Regions from separate parts of the Mus musculus genome. Here region 2 is linked to region 1. Evidence: chromatin contacts called from public HiChIP or PLAC-seq data. All regions are on one chromosome and are shown on one strand. The core of a region is the stretch at or near the end of the contact, and the rest is flanking DNA. Distances in the headings are between cores, read along the strand shown.

Evidence for each region. HiChIP or PLAC-seq counts read pairs in DNA pulled down with a chosen protein or histone mark.
Region 2: an H3K27ac HiChIP or PLAC-seq map of SST interneurons shows a contact between it and region 1, with 3 times the contacts expected there. The contact joins two enhancer-like sites. A contact is called at or near these places in 1 of 115 datasets of contacts at active chromatin or transcription factors (SST interneurons) and 1 of 9 other capture datasets (embryonic stem cells).

The regions. Positions count from the first base shown.
Region 1 is chr8:85,783,919-85,788,569 of GRCm38.p6, forward strand. The region is part of intron 6 of Itfg1 (integrin alpha FG-GAP repeat containing 1); the gene reads right to left. Among named protein-coding and RNA genes, the nearest start is that of Itfg1, 55 kb to the right of the region's middle. Within about 2 kb of position 2,318, at least 23 of the 459 cell types and tissues checked have an H3K27ac peak or open chromatin away from gene starts, as enhancers often do. A contact at or near this core is called in SST interneurons, where this site is marked.
Region 2 is chr8:86,272,190-86,276,840 of GRCm38.p6, forward strand. No RefSeq gene overlaps it. Among named protein-coding and RNA genes, the nearest start is that of Gm33687, 5.3 kb to the right of the region's middle. Within about 2 kb of position 1,797, at least 53 of the 459 cell types and tissues checked have an H3K27ac peak or open chromatin away from gene starts, as enhancers often do. A contact at or near this core is called in SST interneurons, where this site is marked.

The DNA.
Region 1 (4,651 bases), core at 1,068-3,567:
TTCTGCTGGAAGCCAATATAAAAGGACATGGAAGAAGAAAGCTTTTGATTTTCTGCCTGCTTGTTCTTGACCTCACTAGCAAGAACACGCCTTCACTAGCATTAGAGCCTACTTCTTTGAGATTCTGGCATATACTGAAGACCAGTTGAGACATCCACCCTCATGAATTGAGCAACTACTGGATTACTGGAAATTCTATTCATAGGCAGTCATTGTTGGACTAGCTGGACCATGGCTTATAAATGATACTAATGGATCCCATTTTAGACACATATATACACACATGATTATGCTTTTAAATGATTTGAAAAAGTAGTAATCTGCTAGAAAAAGCCTTTAGGACATCAAGACAAGGCAGTGTCTTCTATGCTTGACAGGGAAGCTGCATGACATGAGATGGCAACAATAACCCATACAATATAACATCAGCTGATATGCCAAGGTGGATACAACTCTTACAAGGCCATATCCCTAAATGAAGCACTAAGGCAACTGATATCTGCTCAGAGGAAGAGCCAGTCTTTTCCAGGGACAAACCTGATAACCCTGATAGACAATTCTGTAGTCAGCCCTAAACACATTTTGATATAAACAATACTAAATGGACACAGATAGTTGTATCTGTGTACTTATGTGTGTGTGTGTGTATATGTACATATATAAATACTGGAATCAGTCTTCTCCAGGGACAAGCTGATAACTGATAGGTCACAGGTCAACCATGTCGTTAGCCTTAAACAAATATACATATGAAACACACAAGATGGACTCAGAAGGTTGTATTCACATATAATGTGTGTGAATATATATATATATATATATATATATATATATATATGCACATATAAATAGATGAATTTGAAAGGTAGTTGAGAAGACATGAGAAGAGTTGGAAAGGGGAAAAGGAAGGGGGGGGGAAATGATGTTAATAGTTTTCATGTACAAAATTCTAGAAAACAAATAATGAAACATTAGAGACCTACAAGATTGCTCAGTGGCTAAAGATGCTGGCTGCCAAACCTGAAACCTGAGTTTGAGTTGAAGATCATCCATGGTAGAAGCAGCTGTGGTAAAGAAGTTCTAGTAAATTGTTCTCTGACTTCCACAGGGTATAGTATAATCCCCTTGGCACCTCAACACACATATAATAAATACCCGTAAGAATAAAGAAAAAGCTTGGTTGTTAAGACTACAAAGTCTCACTACCTCTGATGGCTAAGAGTGAGTCACAGGACAGAATGAAAGGAAATACACCTAAGGTAATGCTGATGGACACTCCCACATCACCTCCTAGGAATGAAGGATTTACCTGGCTTCAAGACGATATGGCCATCATGAAACTTAGCAGCTGTGTTTACCAAAAACCAGCATGAAATGTAGACTGTTTTAACATTCCCCCAAGACAGAGTTGTGTGGCCTTCCCTGAGATTTTAGCCCCTCACTCCATTCTGAAGCCCTGCCCCTAGCTATAAGTAGCCCTGCATGTGACCTCTGGTGCATGTGACCTCTGCTGGTGGCATGGTATATACAACACGCACAAGTCTAAAAAGGGGATTCCTCTGCAGCTTCTGGGAAGGTTGTTACCTCTGCTGGGGTGCAACTTGTCAGTGACATAGATGTTTGGGGGTTAACACTGCTCCTGTAAGTACTTCCTCCCTCATTCCTCCCTCTTGTAAGCCCAATAAACCCATTGTTCCCTAAGCTGGGCTTGGACAGAATCACATCCTTGTTCATTAGTGTCTGATTTGGGATGAATAGATGTTTATTCATTTCTCTCCAGAATAAGGAACATGACCACTTTTCTGTAAAACAGTGGTGCCATTCAGAAGGACATCTTCATGGCTCAAGATTATGCCATGCAGGAAAGGCAGGCTGCAACACAGACAACTACAAAGCTGTGCTTTAAAAAAAGCTCACTTGATCCAAAAGAGCATGTGGGGAAGTTCAAACTTAAGTGTGTGCTCGCAGCAAATAGAGATTTGGTGGAAACAGAAGCAGAGTATCAAGTTTACCTACACCACAGACCAGCTGCTTTACCAAGAAAGAACCATTGAAATAACTGTTAAGAATATTCACAGAGCATGAATGAGCCTATAAAACTGGCCTAAAATAATTTGCAAAGGAATCTACACACAATTATTAAACCAAGAAGCAATGTGTATACACACACACACACACACACACACACACCTACACACACACCTAGTGCATTGTCAGAAACAACAACAGAACAATCAGTTGGCACCTAACAGAGCTTGAGAGCTGAGTATGCCGGGAGAGACAGAGGCCTGTTAAACGCATGGGCATTCCAGAGTACTGGAGAGACATCCAAAGCTACAGCCTCTGAGGAACAGTCTTCGCATATAGGGAAAACATTTCATGTCAAAGGCAGCCCAACGTGTGTCACAAGGAAACAACTGTAACAAGCTTTAGGGATGGGCTCAGAGACGCTGTTTTACTGCAAATCAGAACTGACACCATTTCTCTGATGTTTAATTGCTGACAGGTTTTAAACTTTATCCTTTGTCTGTAGTTGGGTCTTTGTGACTTTGTGTGTTCTTCTTTTGCCCACCCTTTATCCTCCTGGTTTCACCCTATCACTAGAAAGGAGAGAAGGAAGGATAGAGAAGGAAAAGAGAGAAAGAGAGAGAAAGAGAGACAGAAACAGAGAGCTCCCTGAATCTAATTTCTTTCTTGAATCCTCTTTGACCACAGGCACTAACCAACTGCAACCGAATCTTCCTGAATGATCAACAGCCACTCATACTACTTCTCAGGGCCCAAGCATTTATGTATCCTCTGAAAAGTTCCCAAAATTCCAAACGTCACACAATTGTAGAAATTATCTGCACCTGGCAGAATCATGCCTCTGAGAGCATGAGGCAAGTCACATCAGCTGCTGCAGGCAGTCTGAAGCAGTCCCATAGCCCACGCCTGAGATTATAATGAAAACACATTCTTATGTATTTCTTTTTTTTTTAATTAAAGAAACAAAAACTCCAGAATTCTTACTATACCCTTCCTCTAGTGTTTCATATCTGTGCAAGCTGATACAAAAAATCTAGGTGCCACTGGTCAAAGGTCAGGAAGAAGCTCAAAATATGTCACCTAGGCCCTACCTCCAAAATAAATACAAGCCCTCCATGGCAGCTTCATCTCCACGATCTTTCAAACTTTCCAGATCAGAGAGTCAGATCCATCGTGCCAACCAGAGAGTGTCTTTGCCGAGTAATGAATGGCTTCAGGCCCCGATAATAGTTGTAGTATCATTACTTTCAACTTCTGGACCAAAGTTTGAGAGACATGTGTCAATGATTCTTTTGCAGGATGGTCACAATGATTAAAACATCTAACTTACAAAAAGGAAGTTGTGAGACACAAAAAAAGAGAAACATGTATCCATATGTAGGAAATAAAAACTGTGCTGCAAGAGACTGCAAATGTGACTAGATAACCAAGGAAACAGACAAATCCTTCAAGGAGCTGTTACAAATGTACTCACAGTCAAAGCAAAGCACATCTGTAAACTATGCTAAGCTGTATCAGGAGCCAAACGAACAGGCAGAAATACCAGCAACGGTCATACCAGCAACAGAATTCATGAAGGGAATCAACAGAGCCTTAGAGTAAAGCGACACGACAAAAAGTACAGAAATAAGCACATTAGTGTCCACAGGTGTGAAGGGAAAGAAGAAAAAGAAAACCATGTAATTCAAGAAGTGATTGCTGACAGATTCTGAAATTTGATGGGAATCAGCATCTCAGAAGCTCAGTAATCTAAACAGAATAAACACAAATATGTCCATGTCAAGACAGATTGCAGCAGAAACATCAAAAAGTAAAGAAAGTAAGAAAAGTCTTAAGAAGATCAGGAGAAATACTGTTATAATTAAAAGGTGGGTAGGTGAGATGGCTCAGTACATGAAGGCACTTGCTGCCAAGCCTGATGATGATTTGAGTTTGATACCTGGGCCCACATGGTAGAAGGAAAGGACAGACTTAGGAAAATTGTCCTCTCACCTCCATTCATGAGCCATACTGTGTTTCTACTTCCCAACACATAAGCCACAGTGAGATGAAATTATAAAGATATTAAAAAGATGGAATATCAGACTCCCCACCAAAAAAGCAGAAGACCAGAAGACTGGTTACAAGGCTGTTGGCCAAGTTCCTGTGTCAGAATAACGGCTTTACTGACTACCAAGGAACCTTCCTGAGGATAACCACTGTTAAAAATGAACACACACACACACACACACACACACACACGGCGGGGGCGGGAAGGAGAGAGAGAGAGAGAGAGAGAGAGAGAGAGAGAGAGAGAGAGAGAGAGAGAAAGTAGGGGTTTTTCTTTCTTTTTGGTGGATCAAACCTAGAGCCTCTTACAAGCTAGGCGTATTTGCCCTACCACTGTGACCCTGGTTCCAAATGCAAAGACACATCCCTTGTCCTTTCCAAAAGATATAGTTGTGTAAAACATTCTATTTAGAACTGCATCAGTTACTTTCCTAGTGGCTGTGACGTAATACCTAACACCAGCAATTCAAATAAGAAGACTTCTTTTGGCTTATAGTTGAGAAAATATGGCATGGTGAGAGCAGATCTGACCCTAATGGTGGGAGACTGTGGTGAGTGCTTGTTTATGAGGTAA
Region 2 (4,651 bases), core at 547-3,046, 490 kb after region 1:
TGAGCCCCAGCCAGTATGTTCCTGTAGTAAATATTCCTGGACATACAGAATGCTTGAGTATTGATTCATTTATGTACTTATGGCTGCTGTTCTGAAGGGCTTAGTGCTTTGCAGCTTTAGAGTCAAGATCCCTCCAGAGAACTTGTGTTAGAATGCACCTGGCTGTACAGCATGAACCATCCAAATCCATGGTCTCTAGTGCAGATACTTGGCCCCGCACATCGCTGCAAAGCCCAGACTTCATGCGTCTGTGGATGGGAAGAGCACAGGGTTGAGGGAGCGGCACATATGAGGTTGGAGGCAGCTTTGATTCAGGCTGCTGATAGTTATTTTCCTCCCTTCCATGGTCTCTTCTGTTTGGTTTTCATTATGACTTGTGTCCTGGAGAAATTTCCCAAGAGTTGTAGGGTCCTTAAAGGCTCTCTCTCTCTCTCTCTCCCTGGCAAAAGCAATCATTGCCAATGGCAGGTGTTGACTGAGCATCAGAAAGAGAAGAGGGAAAAATAGGATTTTTTTTTTGAGTCTACTTTGCATATGAGAGAAAACCTGAGGAGAGTGACCTTGAATGAACCCCAAGAATTCGGGCTGGAATGACCTTTAGCTGTGAATAGAACAGGATGCTCACTCCCTGGGTGTAAGCAGCAGGTCATGCAACAGCTCAGATGACACACCCTCCCCATCTGCTCTGAGGTTTGCTTTAACCCAGGGAAGAAACATAAAGCACACCTGCAACTTCCCTGGCCTCTCTTCTGTGGCCCAGGGGATGTAAAATGGCTCTACTATCTGGATCCCAAGAGAGAACAATACAGATAACCATGCCAAAGGTGATGCTCTCCACTCAGAGCAGCTGCCACGGTTACTCTTTTTCTGACTCACGTTAACTCACCTTCACTTTATAGTGAGTGTCTAAGGATCTGAGAATTGCTAAGGGACTCAAGATAAATACAGAATTTGGGGAAGTGGGAGAATTTTCAAGGTCCAGGCATTGACATTCTGCTCCAGTTGCTCACTCTTCCTCCTGCCATCAGCCTTTGGAGCATCTATCGATCAACCCATCGATCCACTGGGAAGTGCACATTTCAAGCAAGTTTCTCCAGCAGCACTCTTAAGCGATCAGTGTTTCTATAACTCATTATGGAACAGGCAACAATTGCCCTGTTGGGTTTATGTAGTTGTGAGCCTCAAGTGAGGTGAGGGGGTGAGACATTAAGTGCAGCACAAATGAATACACTTTCATCCATCTGATAAGTGCTTATTGGGAATGTTAGTGTCAGAAGCAATTTTGCTTGTTTGCTGAGGCTTTGAGAACATTAACTCTCAAGAGCATCATTTTGGGGATGAAGTTGATTTCATTGTACTGGGTTGTCCACAGTCTTAACACATCCCTTTCAAGAGCTCCGTGACCACTATTGATTACAGACATAAGTACAGACACCTGAACTTGTACTTCACTAATGTCCTTCCTTTAACTTCTACGGTCTGTGGTGTTCACAGCACAGATACGCACTTTCTAAGAACACAGTTTTGCTCACTCACACAAGTCCACGTTCATGTAAATGCAGCTGGTATGGTGTACAATAGTGTTTGAAAGGAACCAATTTTTGAAACGATGGTGTGGAATAGGATGAGTTCTCTCTGGTTCTGAGTCTTCAAAAGCCATTTGTACTTTAAGGGCCCATTTGGAGAAGTGGGAAGAAAATCCCACTCTGCCAGCATGACTCAGGGCTGAAGAGCAAAGCAGTTTTAGGACCAAGAGGCAGAAGTAATACTACACTGGGTTAGTGGTATCCATGGCAACGTCAGAGCCTGGTAAAGTTAATAAGCCTGCTTTCAGAACTCAGCTGCTCTCCTTGGTGCGGATGGGGCCTGGCTTGGCTCCTTTTTATGTTTTTATGCCTGTCTTAGCTGATGCTTGTGCTGAATGCACCAATCCCTTCCCATTGCCTAACTGAGCAGGGCTGATGGCAGCCTACTTGGAACGGCTGGCCATGAGGAAGCCTTAGTGTATGTAGCCTTTGAGGGTACCTGTGAGATGCAGAGTTATCAGCTCCATTCTCATCATGCAAAATAAAGACTTCTTTACTTAGCCACAAGGTCAGTTTGCTGGGGAACTTCTCAGCCTTGCCTTCTGTTCTTGCTACTTCAGTCCATGCCTGTTGGTGGCTCTGTATGGCTCAGCCACTCCATGTGAGCAATGAATGTTTAATCCCAGCTCAGTCACTCAACACTTAATTCTTCCTCTTTGTGATGTAGGATATGTGATCACCGTGTGAACCCCAAGATTGTGAACTGGATAAACCTTGTTGTGGTGTGGCTCAGCCCTAGCACATGGCTTTAATCCAAGACCTTTCTGTAAACAAGAACTCAATAAAGTCAACGATAGACCAAGAGGCAGATTAAGCAACCAATTGTCAGGGAGTGAGCATAAGAAAACCCAGGAAAGAGAAGGAGAGTCTCTGAGTTGAAGGGTATAAAGACAGAGTGCAGAAGGAGGAGGGGCTTTTCCTTCTGGGACACCAGTGGAGTGGGAAGGTCAGCTGGGTACTTTCTCTGACTCTGTGAGCTAGCCGGCTTCCACCACAGCATCTGGCTTCTGTGCCTTCACTGATAAATCGAACGTTTGGGATTCTGTTTTTGTTTTTGTTTTTGTTTTGTTTTGTTTTGTTTGTTTTTAATGAGGATTAAGCAGTTTATTTTATATTCAGTCTACAAGACCCGGCATGCGGTAAACCCATGTCTCACTTATAAGAGGCAATGAAATCATAATTAAAAACAATGTGCCTTGTGCCATATGATTTTTTTATTTTCTTTATTTACAGTTCAAATTTTAATCCCCTCTCCTAGTTTCCCCTCTGAAAACCCCCTATCCCATCCCACCTCCCCCTGTTCACCAACCCACCCACTCTCACTTCCCTGTCCTGCCATCCCCCTACACTGGGGAATAGAGCCTTCTCAGGACCAAGGGCCTCTTCTCCCACTGATGTCCAACAAGCCCAACCTCTGCTACATAGGCAGCTGGAGCCATGGGTCCCTCCATGTGTACTTTTGGTTGGTGGTTTACTCCTTGGGAGCCCTGGGGGTACTAGTTGGTTCATATTGTTGTCCCTCCTATGGGGCTGCAAACCCCTTCAGCTCCTTTGGGTCCTTTTCTAGTTCCTCCATTGGGGACCCTGTGCTCAGTCCAATGATTGGCTGCAAGCATCCACCTCTGTATTTGTCAGGCACTGGCAGAGCCTCTCAGGAGAGAGCCATATCAGGCTCCTGTCAGCAAGCACTTGTTGGCATCCACAATAGTGTCTGGGTTTGGTGGGGATTTTGTTTTTTAAGAACAGCATCTGTGCCTCAGTTTCCTCACCTTTAGGAAAGTTAACTAATAAGAGAATCTTGCCTAGTATTTACAATGGTGATTACTTCTTTTTTATTTTATGTTTTTATTATTTTACTCTTTTGCTTTTGAGAGAGTTTCACTCTAACATAGGCTAACTTAGAATCCCATCAACAACCCAGACTGGCTTAGAACTTCCTCAGTAGTCCAGGCTGGCCTCCAATTCCTGCTATTTTTGCCTTTGCTTCCCAAGAGCTGAGGTTACAGGTGGCTGCGTCTATACCAGACCCAGTGTGGGTTTTAATTTTAACTGATCAGAGATGCGTGGGGGCTAGAGAGTAGAGCAGGGCTTGTGGTTCCTGTGGGCTTGGAGCAGAGCAGGGCTGGCGGTTCCTGCTCACAGTGGCTGAGGATGAGTCAGAGAGATGAGAGGCATAAATAGCTCCTGTCTGTCAGCTCTTCCCTGACTCTACCCAGTCCGCAGACCTGTCCACCCCTTTCCTCCACCTCATTCCCAAAGGCACTCCTTTGGCTCATCTGTAAATCCTAACCAAGCCCTGTAAGCAAGTGTATTAATAATAATTCCTCCAGTAAATAGGAATTGAGTGTTCCCTGGGTATTGGAGGAGGAAGTCCTATTGTGAATATGAAATGGAAAATGTTTAGCGTGTTGTTGAGAGTAACTGGGTTTTTCTCGGCTCTTGGGGGGAGGGGGCTTTTAAATCAAGAGTTAGGATGATAGATGCTTGCAGTCACCCAAAACTTCTACCGAGTAAGTGACCTTCCAGTTCTTGTCTGGCAGAGTTGAAGAATGGAATGATTGTACCACGGAGGTGATCTTTAAAAAGAGTATTTTATTATAGAAAGCTTCAGAGACAGAAAGATGCAAAGCTCCTACAGCAAGAGCAGGTCCCTGGGAGTGGGTACCACTGTGGGTTGCAGCCTTCCAGTTAGTAATGCTTCGTATGGATGAGCTGGCCAGCCCAGCTTTGGCTCCAGGTGTCTAAGTGCCTCTTGGTTTCAGTCAGTCCTCATTTATGATTCCAAGGGAAGGGGTCTTCATTTAGAGGAAAGAGATGAGGAAACACCAGAACCTGTTCTTTCTTCCTTTCTGACATCCCTGTTCTCTGGCCAGGGCAGGACCAAAGACATTCCAGCTAAACACTTCTGGCATTTCAGGCCTCAGGAAAGGATGGAGTTGCCCATGGTGTCAAGGATATTTCCAGCTTTTAGCTGAAGAAAGAATCCATTCCTTTTGTAGGGCCCCTTACTTTGAAATGCCCAGCCACTTCTGGTCTGCTGTTCTCAATAGATAATGTCAGTTAAT